Linked DNA regions of Zea mays: region 2 is linked to region 1. The links are chromatin contacts, called in public Hi-C maps. All regions are on one chromosome and are shown on one strand. Each heading gives the region's core, a stretch centred on a gene start, on an enhancer-like site or on the middle of the called end of the contact. The rest is flanking DNA. Distances are from core to core; before and after follow the strand shown. Region 1 holds the start of LOC100273199. Region 2 has its middle 19 kb from the start of ms23.

Evidence for each region. Hi-C and Micro-C count contacts between places; a contact is called where the count stands out from the background.
Region 2: a contact with region 1 is called in a Hi-C map of an unstated tissue, with 2.4 times the contacts expected there. The contact joins the enhancer-like site here to the promoter of LOC100273199 in region 1. A contact is called at or near these places in 2 of 25 Hi-C or Micro-C datasets (tassel and an unstated tissue).

Annotation. Positions count from the first base shown.
Region 1 is chr8:260,927-268,138 of Zm-B73-REFERENCE-NAM-5.0, forward strand. It overlaps LOC100273199, which reads left to right and starts at 2,794. Exons shown (of 4, transcript NM_001147643.1): 1 at 2,794-3,275; 2 at 3,984-4,178; 3 at 4,278-4,513; 4 at 4,614-5,354. The coding sequence starts at 3,096. The coding sequence ends at 5,193.
Region 2 is chr8:419,926-427,137 of Zm-B73-REFERENCE-NAM-5.0, forward strand. No RefSeq gene overlaps it. Among protein-coding and RNA genes, the nearest start is that of ms23, 19 kb to the right of the region's middle. Within about 2 kb of position 4,571, at least 6 of the 20 cell types and tissues checked have an H3K27ac peak or open chromatin away from gene starts, as enhancers often do. A contact at or near this core is called in tassel, where this site is marked.

The DNA.
Region 1 (7,212 bases), core at 1,544-4,043:
CCTTTCTTTTCATCTCTCGAGCTCATCGCAAACTTGAATCTTGTGCGGATTTGTTACTCTTGGAACCTTGAGTTCCTTGACGGATAGAGGTTGCTTGGGAGTCTCCAAATTTGTGAACGACCCCAAGAAGTTTGTATCACCCGCTCGTTGAGCTAAGTTGAGAAGAGATTGCCTTGACCTAGGTGGTCGGCTTGTGGAGGATTAGGGTTGGAAAAGACCCGGCCCTTTGTGGTGGTTGCCAAACCTCAGGTTAAATAGTGTGTTCTTGGTGTGCTCTTAGAAAGTGCTTTAAATTGTTGGTTAGTTCATATTTGATTATATTATGTGCAAATCAGGTGAAACCAATTCGCATCGATTTGTCACCCATTTGAGTGGATTTTCTCTAGGGCAAGTCTTAAGCAAGAATCTCTCATTACTTTGTCACACTTGTTTAACTATTTATCTAATCTAAGTTGAGCAGGTTTAAACTTGTTCAACTGTAAACAAAATCAACTGAATCAGTTTGCACCAGTGCAACTTGAATTTAACACTATCTCGAAGTTTTTAGTGAAAAATTTCAGGTGTAGCCTATTCACCCCCCTCTAGGCTACTTTCAGTATTAGAGTACAACTAGAGGATGAAGACATCATTGGGCTAGCTAAAGACATTTTGTGAAACCAGGTTTCCTATAATCCACTCTATTCAAGGCACACCTAGACGGTGTTTATGTCTAGTCAAGTAAAACACCACACATCAACATGCCACATCGTTTCTCAAAAGAAAATAAAGACCATGGAAAATTTAGCCAAATTGCATGAGAAAACTGTCCAAACATAGATTAAGGTTGTAAGGCACCTTTTTCCACCATACATTTGCTAAAAAGGTGGAGTATAAAGAATTCAAAACAATATATCACCTTTTAAACCTCAAATGACGTTTCTATGATATTGGGGCATTGTATTCACACGAGAGGGTATTAGAGTACAACTAGTGGATGAAGACATTATTGGGCTAGCTAATGACATTTTGTGATACCAGGTTTCCTATAATCCCCTCTATTTAAGACATACCTACATGGTGTTTATGTCCACTCAAGTAAAACACCACACATCATTATGCCACATCGTTTCTCAAAATAAAACAATGGCCATGGAAAATTTAGCCAAATTGAGTGAGAGAACTGTCCAAACATAGGTTAAGGTTGTAAGGCATATATTTCCACCATACAGTTGCTAAAAAGTTGGAATCTAAAGAATTCAAAACAATAAATCACCTTTTAAACCACAAATGACGTTTCTATGATTTTGGGGGCACTTTATTCGCAAGAGAGGGTATTAGAGTGCAACTATTGGATGAAGACGTTATTGGGCTAGCTTATGACTTTTTTGTGATACTAGGTTTCCAATAATCCGCTCTATTCAAGACATACCTAGATGGTGTTTATGTCCACTCCAGTAAAACACCATACATCAGTATGCCACATCGTTTCTCAAAATAAAATAAAGACCATGGGAAATTTAGCCAAATTGTGTGAGAGAACTATCCAAACATAAGTTAAGGTTTTATGGCACCTTTTTCCACCATGTAGTTGCTAAAAAGTTGGAATATAAAAAATTCAAAGCAATAGATCACCTTTAAACCACAAATGACGTTTCTATGATTTTGGGGGCACTGTATTCGCACGAGAGGGTATTAGAGTACAACTAGTGGATGAAGACTTTATTGGGCAAGCTAATGACCTTTCGTGATACCAGGTTTCCTATAATCTCCTCTATTCAAGGCATACCTTAGACGATGTTTATGTCCAAACAAGGTTATATGGCACCATTTTCCACCATACAGTTGATAAAAAGTTGGAATATAAAGAATTCAAAACAATAGATCACCTTTGAAACTTAAAATAGTGTTTCTATGATATTGAGGGCATTGTATTCGCACAAGAGGGTATTAGTGTACAACTAATGGATGAAGACATTATTGTGCTAGCTAATGACCTTTCGTGATACCAGTTTTCTAATAATCCTCTCTATTCAAGGCATAACTAGACGGTGTTTATGCCACATCATTTCTCAAAATAAAATAAAGACCATAAAAAATTTAGCCAAATTGCGTGAGAGAACTGTCCAAACATAGGTTAAGGAATTTGAGATAGACTTATATCTAAACTATGGAAAGTGGTGGAATGTTAAATTCCAAACTAAATATGCTACCATATTAAGTAAGTTCCAATTCCTTTAAAACGAAGGATACAAACAACACCTAATAGTTATCTAGTTAATTCCGCTATCAAATTTTTAACCATTAGCTATTAGCTCTAGTACATTCAATTTCAATGGCTGCCTAAATAACTATCAAAACAACATCCACTAGTCCATGTAATTCCGTCAAATTCAGATAATGAACCTGGAAATTACTAAGAAACTAAGTTTCCTAAAACGGGCTCTCTGGAAATTCAGATAAATAATCTATATGTTGTTTTATTGTTAGTAATAATTGATAAAAGGAAAACCAAAACGGGCTCTCTGGTCTCCGTTTCCCACACGCCAAAGGTGTGAAAAGCACGCATCATCGCTTATTCTGCCCTAGCCAAAACGAGGCCGGCGACCACCCTCCCCCCGCGCACGCGTGGCGGTAGCCCTGTACTCCTGCCCGCGCACGGTACCTAGGCTCCGCCCCCGCAACAGCCACCTGCCGGTCACAGAGCCGCGTCGCCCACCGGCAGCCGCCGTCCTCTCGCGTCTTACCCCACGCGCGAATAAATAATAAACACCTCTCTGCTTCTCCGCCACTTCTTTCTTGTTCGGATCGGGTCAGGTCAGTGCTCCGTGTTGCGTTTTCTTAAGAACACGAAAAAAAAAGAGGGGAGAGTTTCTTTCGGGTCCTCTTTTTCTTTGATTGTCGAAAGGCCGCTCCTTTAGGAGATTTGCGCGCTTCTCGTCGAGATTAGCCGCCGGTGCTCGGATCGATCTGTTTGCGGTGGAGGAATTTTGAGGCCAAGAAGAGAGTTGGAATCGGATCGGGAGTTCTTGTGGTCACAGGGTGCGAAAAAAGCGAGTGATTTTTGGGAGGATTTCTTGTTGGGAAAAAATCGGTTGTTCAGCGGATTAGAGGCGGAGATGGGAGCCGGGGCTGAGGTCATGCATCAGGTCGTGCCGCTGCTGGAGCCGCCGCTCCACCGGTGCGTCGTTAAGAGCGTCGATGTCATGGAGGAGGTGGTTGCCGTGGCGCCTGGGCAGGTGCAGCCAGCGACGTCGCCGAAGGCGCTGTTGGAGGTTGCCGTAGAGGTGCCCGATCTGGTGAGTTTTCGGTTTCAGCTTCTATTGGATTATTGTTGCGGTTTAGTCAAATTTTACTTGGACCACACAAAGAGTATTATTTGCTCTGATTTCTTGAGTACGACAAGTCGATAATATAGTGAATTGCATGAATTAACTTAAATTTCCAGGGACAGGGTTTTCTTTCCTTTTATTATTATTTTTGGTTGCTGTTTCTGTTTGTTCATATCCATTTGTGTAGGATACATATTGATAAGTTGCATATTTTAAATGCTTAGCACATAGCCTTCTCCTAAAATTATTGCTGAAGCTGTCTAATTCGCCATCTCATGACGTATTTGCTGGCTTGGTCTTCGGAATTGGTTTATTGTGCTGCCTAATCAATTGATTGTTATCATTCAGAAAGAAAAAGAATAGTTGTTTGGTCAATTGAATATGTCATAGTTGGGTGGATCATAATTAAAAAAACAAAAGATAACTTTAGGATGTGTTTTGTGTTAACTACACATATCAGATAACCAAAATTTAGGTTTATCACATTATGTATATGACTACAAGACAGCAGCATAGCTAACAGTGTCATAGTTGGCGGATCATAATTTTAAAAAAAACAGAACTTTTATGATGTTGTGTTAACTACACATATCAGAGAACCAAATTTTAGGCTTGTCGCATTATGTATATAACTACAAGACGGCAGCATAGCTAACAATTTTCTGCTTGGCGCAGGAGTTGAAGAGATCTTCTAATGCTGGGAGTAGTGTATCTGCAGAACAACTGCAGTTTGTCCCTATCATTCGATCTGGTAGCTTTGCTGATATTGGACCTAGGCGGTTCATGGAAGATGAGCATATTAGAATTGATGATCTTTCTGGTCATCTTGGCTCACTGTTGATGGTCTCTGCGCCTAGCGCGTTCTACGGGGTATGTACTTTGAATGATGTTAGGCTTATTACGATCATAAATTTATAATCTGAGTTTCTGAACCCTATTGAATTGGTTGTTCTTTTAACATCTATTTAGGTGTTTGACGGTCATGGGGGTTCAGATGCAGCAGCCTACATGAAAACACATGCAATGAGGTTGTTCTTTGAAGATGCTGACTTCCCTCAAGCATCACAAGAGGATAAAATATTTGCTGAATCTGTTGAGGATTCGGTCCGCAGAGCTTTCTTGCGGGCTGACCTTGCACTTGCTGATGATTCAGTCATCAACCGTTCTTCTGGCACCACAGCGCTGACAGCATTGGTCCTTGGGAGGTAATTTAAAAACAGAACCCAGTTCTCTACAGATCATAATGGTTGTTTCAGTGCTGTGATGTGATAAAAACCAATCTAATCTTTGGTTCCTATCTTGCAGGCAACTGTTGGTAGCAAACGCTGGGGACTGCCGCGCCGTCCTGTGTAGGAAAGGGACAGCGGTGGAGGTGTCAAAGGATCACAGGCCGACATACGACGCAGAGCGTCAAAGGGTTATCGAGTGCGGTGGATACATCGAAGATGGGTACCTCAACGGCGTACTCTCTGTGACCCGGGCTTTAGGGGACTGGGACATGAAGCTGCCCCAAGGCTCTCCGTCGCCCCTTATCGCAGAGCCAGAGATCCACTGGACCACCCTGACGGAAGACGACGAGTTCCTCATCATCGGCTGCGATGGGATATGGGATGTGATGAGCAGCCAGCACGCGGTGAGCACGGTCCGCAAGGGCCTCCGGAGGCACGATGACCCCGGGCGGAGTGCCCAGGAGCTCGCCATGGAGGCGAAGAGGCTCGAGACCTTCGACAACCTCACCGTGATCGTTGTCTGCTTTGTCCCCGACCTCGCCGGGGGCTCGGCTACGCCCTCGGAGCAGGTGCCGGCTGGAAGGATCAGGTGCCGCAAGAGCTTGTCGCCAGAGGCACTCTGCAAGCTGAGGAGATGGCTCGAGTCTGACCAGTAGACGCTTCTATCTGTAGAGGCCAGCGCCAGCCTGTGTTTCTGTGCTGTGGCTGTGTAAATATTGGCGCTGATGGTGTTCCGTCTAGTACGGCTGTGCTTACACGGCCAGCAATTTTGTAGCTGAGAGAGAGTTCCCCCCACCGCCGCTGCCGCTTTTGTTTCACACCGTTTTGTACTTTTGTGGGATGTACATACCATTACCATTGTTGCTCGGTTCGGCTCAGTTTGGCAGAGAGAATAACTACTCTAGTTCGCTACCACCGTTGCCTTGCCTGATGCGATGAAGATTTTATCAAACTCATCTGGCTGGTTGCCGTCAACGAGAAGGAACAAATAATCCAGCGCCGCCGCGTTGTTTGACCATAATAGAACAGGGAGAATAAATCCGGCTCAATCGGGAGAGCAACAGTAACACCGGCTGACCTCATCAACGATTACATAGCCTCGGTGCCCCAATCCCGTCAATTTCAGGTTGACCAGCCAGCCAGCCAGCCACAAACAACCATAGAAACCATTCCACCACCAAAACCACTCTGAGCCATAAGGAAACCGACGTGAAGACCGTCAAAATCAACTTCGGTCGGCCTTCCAGGAGCGTCTTCTCCTACAATAAAACCAAACTTTCTTATATGCATCTACGGTTTTGATTGAAGTGTTGTTATCCCTACCCGTAAACACTTATGCAACTTAGGCAGGGGCAGAGCCTGGATTAGAGTAATACTAATAGGGGAGCAATTAATCAATACTATAAGACGAAAAAAATACCATATGATCTATATATATGCATATAACAATTTGCATATAAGCATAGATAATAAGCTAATCAAGTAAACTTGCACCATATACAGCGACAAAAGCTATGTCGCTTAAGAGCTTAAGCGATCTTCTAACTCTTAGGCCCTGTTTGGGAACAAAGTTTTTGAAAACTACAGTTTTTGAAATACTATACTATACTTTAGTTATGACAATACCGTAGTTTATAATACCGCAGTTTTGAAAACTGAGGTCCAGAGCTAAGTTTAGAATGCCTTAAAACAACTATAGTATTTGCAATACTTCAGTTTTGAAAACAGAGATTTTACCCAGCTTGCCAAACACCATTATGTATATAATACTGCAGTATTTGAGAATACTGCAGTATTCTTCCAAAACTGCAGAAAAACTTTGTTCCCAAACACCCCCTTAGTTGTTGATCAACTGCTGTATTAAACACATATACTTTATAATGATGTAGAGTTATGGTGTTATCAAGTTTCTTTCTAGACTTAGTCACATCAGACCTCAACATGGAATAAGAAATTGCCCTACTCCGTGAGTTTATTTTCTAGCTAATTGATTTACTAAACTAAAATTGCAGTGCAGAAACAATACGAAAATAATAGACAAGCCATCTTGATGAACGGCCGATTGATGAGATTCAACTTTTATATAATGACTCTATTATTCATGAGGCAACTTACGAATTTTTAAGAGAACTCAAAATTTCAACGAGCCCCGAGAATTCATGAAAATCTGTCCATTTGTGTAGGTACTCGACAAATTCGTCGCGCACACGACAAATATCAAGTGATAACTTTAGCTAAAATCCGTTGGTTTTGTTATTAGCAATGAATCTAATATTTTAGAAAATATGTCAGTTTTTTTGCTTGGACAAACAATTTTATTTTCATCCACAAAAAACTATCGAATCCATACGGTGTTTTATATATATATATATATATATATATATATATATATATATATATATATATATATATATATATATATATATATATATATATATATATATATATGGGTGGGTATATTGGAGCCCAGTGCTTTCAATAGTTAGAGAAAGTCTTGACCGACCACCCATACGATATGGCTGGACCGCGTCAGCGCGCCACCCACACCCCACGCCACACTGTCGGGTGCGCCCTCCCGCCATGCACCAGGTCATACCTCCCCACACGTGCCAATTAAACTCCTAGTCCAACACCCAACCCCTCGCGTGGGACACACGTCATAAATTGTTTTTTGT
Region 2 (7,212 bases), core at 3,321-5,820, 160 kb after region 1:
TTTAATACAAAAGAACAGTACACCATATAATAGAATGCAGTAAGTAAACAGACGTTCCACGCGGGCTCGCAATTACGGTTAAGAGAGAAAGAGGAAAAGACAGTCGAGAAACGATCACGTTACATTATTATGAATTAAACCACTCGCTCAATTGAAAGGCATTATTGTAGACACTACGTTTAGCATAAAGTAAACTCATGTTTCATGTCTAATCATTATAATCAGATGAAGATAAATTAAAAGGATTGTCACGCGGCGAGGCGCGCGACATAGCACTCTAAATCAAATTAAGAAATCAACGACTCGTCGCGCGACCGAGCGCACAACGAGACACTTTGCATTAATTATAAAGAGACGTTAAGCTTCGCGCGACGAAACGCACGACGGCATACGTCAACTGAACTGAGTCTTAAGTGGAACGTCGCGTGAATACACGTGCGACGTTATACATTAAACAACCTGAAATTAAAATGGATCGTCGCGCGACGAAGCGCACGACACAACACATTCATAGAATCTGAAATTAGATAAATTCGTCGCGCGACGAAGCGCACGACACAGCAAGCTAATTAACGGAGTTTGAAACTAACTAAAAACCAAGAATAATCACCGCGCGCGTGGGGTTGCGCACGCGGGAACGCGTTAGGGGTAAACGGGGGAGCGCGAGGCCACGCCAAGGCCACGCGAGCCACGCCGAGGGCCGGGACGCCGCGCGCAGGGGGCCGAGGTCGCGCGCAGGGGCCGGGGACGTCGCGCTGGGGGCCGCGCCGCGCGCGAGCAGGGGAGGACGGGGGCGCCGCCGCGGGCAGGGGAGGGGGCGGGGCCGCGCGCGCCGCGCGAGCAGGGGAGCGGGGCCGCGCCGCCGCGGGCAGGGGAGGGGCGGGGTCGCCGCCGCGCGAGCAGGGAGGGGGGCGGGGCCGCGCCGCCGGCGAGCAGGGAGGGCAGGGGCGCGCGCAGGGGGAAGAAGAGAGGGCGCGCGCAGGGGGAGAAGAGGAGGGAGAGGGAGAGAGAGAGAGAGAAGAAGGGAGGGGAGGGGAGCTCACCTCGGGATCCAACTCCGGCGATCACCGTCTCCAAAACCTAGGGCACCACGGGGAGAGAGAGGTGGAAGAGGTAGAGGGAGGTTGCTGCGCGGGAAATCCAAATGAGAGACGGAGAGGAGGAGGGGGCGCATGGGGGGTGTGGGGCGCCGGGGGCACGCGAGCCGAGCTGGGCTGGGCTGGGCTGGGTCACATCGCGGATCGAAACCCAAGACACGCACGACCATTAAACGGAATTAAATCGCAAACTGAAATCCGAAACGGAACGAGACGAACACACGGCATCAGACAAAGAAACGTGTTTCGGCATGATGCAACACCCATGACACTTAGGTTTTGGTTTATACATGACACGGACACCTGTCACTATACTGGTTTGAAATTAGGAAGAAGGAGCGAAACAGGAAGAGAAAAGAGAGTAACTCCCGAATTTGGTGAGAGAAAAGAAGAAAAAATTCTACCCCCAAATTCAGGGCGTTACAGTAGCCCATTCCTAGTGTTCTACCACCATTCCCTTCTCCCCACCCATGTTCTGCCATTCTCATTCCCTGTTCTGCCTTCCCATTCACCCCTCCCCGCAAAAGCCTATTTCCATTTCCATTCTCATTCTCACGTACAACCCACGTCTAGCTAAAATTAAAAAACACAAATGACCCCCAAGGGGATTCGAACCCACGACCTCTCAGGTAAATACGAGTAGTAGCTAGCACTACACCACATGTGTGTTTATGTCTACATTTATGACAGGGAAAACATCTACTACATCTCTCCCCAAGCCCACCTGCTACCCTTGCACAATGCATAGTAGTAGATAAGTATCATCGAGATTCTTGAATTATATTTTTGGATGGAGGGAGTAGTATTTAAAGAAGAGCCTTGCATGCAATTTCTTTTGTTTGAATAATATTTTCAATTTAAATTTCTTTTTTTGCATGCGTGGCATTTATTCTCCGTAATATTTTTCCATGGATCTGACTTGTGAGTCATTTTCATAAACCAACGCCAAGGATGAATTCATGCTTCTTGCTTCGAAACCCCGAACAAACACCACTAGCAGGAGGCGCTCGCGTTGGCGTCGCTCATCGACAACGAGAAGAAGCTTGATGACTGCCAGTTCGACCTCTGGAAGCAGTCCTACGTGGCCGCATGAGCCACTGTGTATGACAAGCTCCGACGCAGCCGCCGCTTGGACGCGGTCCAGAGCAGCTGCACTATGTTGTCCATCGTCAAGCATGGGGACCTTATGGTCGTTGCCAACGTCGGCGACTCTCGGGTTGTTCTGGGCACTGCATCCAATGACGGCACCATCATGTCGTCCAGCTCATCGTCCATCTGAAGCCCAACCTACCATGTAAGTCCCTACTGCCGACCATGAATTCTTGTGCACTGGGACGACGATTGTTGCTGACGTTGTGCGAGCGACCTCGAACATGATGTATGTAGAGGAGTAGCCCGTCTGGTGGTGTAACGACCAGGTGTACTACCTTGCTGATGAGCCCGAGGTGCACTTCGTCTGGCAGCCCAGCCAAGAGTCATGGGTACTCGTCATGTCGCGCGCATTCGATGACTATTATATCATGGACTATGACGTCATCTCGGCGCCGGAAGTAACACAGAGGAGGACCGACAACAATGATCAGTTCGTCATCCTCGCCACCGTCTGGTAGATTTTGCACTGGTCTGCCTTTAATTCTCTTCGCAAACACACACTTGCTTTTTTGTTTGAGCAAGCACGTATGGTGGTGCATGCCTGATGACTGACGATGTACGAGGGAACTTCTTCCGACAGGCGTGGGACGTACTCTTCAATGATGAGACCATGAAAATTGTGGCATATATCGAAGTGTGCATGATACTGATGGTTGCAATTTAGTGGTGAAACAGCTAGATTAAAATAACGAAATTTATGTATGGCCATGATCACAAATGGATTATGAAACATTTTCTCATAATAGTATAACACACATTGTGTATATAAGTTACTATGGTATTATATGCACCTATTGCAACGCACGGGCACTCACCTAATCAAATAAAAATAGGGAAATCTTTAATACTCTCGTACCAGTTTTAAAAAACCATTTTAAAACAACAAACTAAAGATAGGTTTCATTCACTGATACAGAGAAGCTCTATATAGGCGGTCGGGCTAAGAAAACCGCCAGTGAATAACAATTTTCACTGGTGGTCGAGGTAATAAAACCGCTAGTGAAAATCTTTTCTAGGAAACATAAAATATGTTTAAAAATTGCAAAAAATATTTTTATTAGGGCAGGGCCTGACCGCCTTATTTCAAAATTTTACGGCTACACAGCTGGTGAGGAATCGAACCGACAACCTCACCCTCACGCAAAATCTCCACTACCATTCCACCTATAACGTGTCTTGATATATTGTAGTCTGGTTGAAGTATAAATAGATAAAATTTGAGGCTGTAAACGAATTCATCCGAGGTTGTTTGCAAAATTTTCATTTAGAATTTAACAAATTCAAATGCAATTTCTGAAAGCTGGGATGATTTCAAATAAAAAAGTTGTCAACTACAAAGTTTTATAACATTTCAAGATCTACAACCTTTATGTTGCTAGTTTTATCATCCGAGGTGGTTTAAAAAACTCAAAAAATAAGGATAAAAATGATTTCTAGTGGTGACTGCTTAAGAAAATCATAGCTAGAAATCATGTATTTCTATTTCTACATGCGTCTATAGAAATATGATTTGTAGTGGTTTTTTTTAATGCATCGTCACTAAAAATAGTACTAGCGATTGATAATTGAATCCTTATGTAAAAATAAAATCTTACGTAGGCTTTGATCTTTTTCTACTAGTGAATATGCTAGACAGCTTGAGGATGAGGTAATATATTGAACGATCGGCGACAAGACAGGGTTCTCATATTTGCTTTGTTCTTCTTTACAAATTTTCTCAATAGCAATAGACGGGTACTTTTCAACTAAAAATGTCCTGTTTGAGAAAAAAATATTTTATCTTCAGTGCCCTATTTTAAAATTTAGAATGCAACTCATAAAAAACAGCTTCAACTGTACCTATTTTACAGTTTAACGGTTGTAGCTTAATTTATTTCAAGTCCCTAAATACTTTAAATAATATAGTATTGTTTTTAGGGCATTATTTCGAGGTATTTTATTGGAGATTCTCTTAAGAGAAAAATATTGTATTCAAGAAAATTAAAATGTTTCAACTTCATGAGAAAAATATGTTAGTTCAAAGGTAAATTATGGATAAGGATAGACTGAGTCATCACCTTGTTACAGCAGGAAGATTGAATTTTTTATGTCGGCCAACCAGGTAACGAAACCTATGGTTCTGCCAAGACTTTCCAAAAGCTTGCCTATAAAGATCAGTAAGTTCAGGACAAATACTGATGGCCACCGTTATTTCTGGCCGTCGAGAATGACTGATAGACGGTGTAGTGTATAATTTTAACTAAAATTCCAAATTAGCGAATGAGATGACGTGGGCCAAGCTTTCTATATAAACTTTGGATCGCCCAACCTGGGTCAAGCGGAGCGCTGATGGGCTGAATTTGGCCCGCTGTTCCACCTTCAAACCGAGATTCGATGTCATTTTACCTGTCTGTCATCCGAATGATTTTGCATTGTTGAGTTTTCGTTCAAGTATTGCACCAATAGGAAAGAGACGCATCACAAAATAAATAAGATAGAAGACAACAATAAATTAAATTACATAAAATTTGCAACTCAAAATAACAACAAGCAACCTAAATAAAAGAGCACTATATATAAATATTAACAAGGAAAATTAATTAGATTTTGTTCAACACTAATCCCTTACATGTTGTAATATACTAGTAATTAGCGCGCACCCAGCTCGCGTAGAAAACATTTTGATAATATAAATGATAACAGAAATATAACTAAACTACCAAGATTCGCTAAGAGATTGATGTTGCATAGATGACCATGGGCGTCATCGAGCTATTAGAGAAGCAGATAGAATTGTTAATTACACAGATTATATTAATGCATTAAACTTAATTATGTTTAGAGAATCTATAAAGTAAAAATAAACAACAATGTTGCTTTTGGTAAATAAGCAGAAAGATGGAAATTAAAACCTTTACCATATTGATAAGAAAACTATAGCTAAGGAATCAAGATGAAGGAGACTGATGTAAAATAGTTTAAATGCATATTTAATGTGTCACAGATTTTATTACGTAGATTTTATTAATGCATTGAACTTAACTATGTCTATAGGTGCATGAACCTGTATACCTATAAAGTAAAAATGGACAGCAATATTGGTTTTGGTAATTAGGCAGAAAGATGAAAATTAAAACATTTACCATATTTGGCCATTCCATCTCACATATTTTCTGTAGGTGCAGTAAATGGGTTCTATAATGCTTCAGCGAATAAGTAGAAAGATCGAACAGAATGACTGAAAAATGCTCGCACATAGTTCAGCTCAAATTAACATGAAGATTGATACAGCAAATAAGCAGAAAGATGTAATTTAAAATATGTAGCACATTTGTCCTTACCATTTCAGTAATTTAACTGGAAAATGGAATAACGACCTCATATTAGTGAGCATGAACTTAAAAAATTGTGTATGTGTAGATGCATAACAGGTTAGGAGATTATATATGTTGCCGAATGTAAGGCATGTAAGGCATGTTTGGTTTGCTTCTTAATTTATCAACTCGTCGTCCACTCCTACTCTGTATAGGTGCGAGCAAGAAGCACGGGCTCGAGTCCAGCTATACGACCTCGGCATGACAGCTCACAACATCGCATACAGCAACTCGAGGTTAGTGCTTCTATAACTCGTCATTTTTTGAGTTATATACCTTCTCTTTGAGTTACTATAACATTGACTTGGAATATTACAGACCCAGCTAGAAGAAGAGAGGAGGGAACGTCAAGAGATGGAGGCGAGGATGATGACGGAGCAGGAGGCGGAGCGGGAGGCCCGCCTGGTAGATCAGCAGAGGATGACAGAGATGTTCCAATACATGCACAGGATTTCGACCCACCACCTCCATTGTTCCCTATAGTTGACCCTGCTTTTTTCCATACTCCTGTGAGTATCAAAATTGTAGTTATATATTGGTAATGCATCTGGTATAACACATGCAATCTCTTCTCTGTACAGGGCCAATCTGGGGTGGCATCCAACAACCCTCATGAATCGTCCAGCCCATCGCTGCACCAGTCCAGCCGCCCACCTCGATGAGAGTTATGTTCTTAGTGCTGAGACTTCAGAACTTGTGTTGGATACTTATGTTTGTGTTGGATACTTATGTCAGAGCTTGATACTTATGAGACTTATGTTCTTGATACTTATGTTTGTGTTGAGAACTTGGATATTTATGTTTGTATTGGATATTTATATATGTGATGATATCTGTGATGTATATATGTGATATATGTGATGTATATGTGGTATATTTTGTTTGTTTGGATGGAATAGAAAAAACAAATAAAAAGGTGTATACTGGTCACTTTGTCGAGTGTTACACTCGGCAAAGAGGTGCTTTGCCGAGTGTCAGGGTCATAGCACTCGGTAGAGAAGCAATACCTGGGCACCAATATAGCTTCTTTGCCGAGTGTTGTGGCCCTGGCACTCGGCAAAGATGCACGCTTTGCCGAGTGCCTCACAGAGCACTCGACAAAGAACCTGACAAAGGGACCCGCTGGTGGATCCTTTGCCGAGTGCAGGTCGGTAGACACTCGGCAAAGCCGTCGTCTCCGTTACCGGCGCGGTGACGGCCGCTTTTCTTTGCCGAGTACCGACTTGTCGAGTGCCCGATTGTTGGAAACCAAAAAGTGACGCGCGGACGGTCCGGCCCTGAGGCCGGACGGTTCGCGCGTGCCCAGAGTCAGTTAGGGTTCCTAGTTTCTCGCGGGATTTGTTACCTAAAACCGCGGGATTAACTCGGAAATCAGTTTGAAGCGGATCCAGACCTCCCCCTTTATATAGATGAAGGGCTACGACCGATTAAACCCCCGAACAATCGATCAAATCAAGTCTATTTCTCGTTTTTACCTTATACATTAGGAGTAGCTCTAGTTTAGTTCTAATTTAGTATCCCAATCCTCAAATTCTCCGCTTCTCTTCAACTCTACGTCGATTAGAGGAGTCTAGGTCGGCCTGCCGAGCCTAGACAACACCTAGGATCTC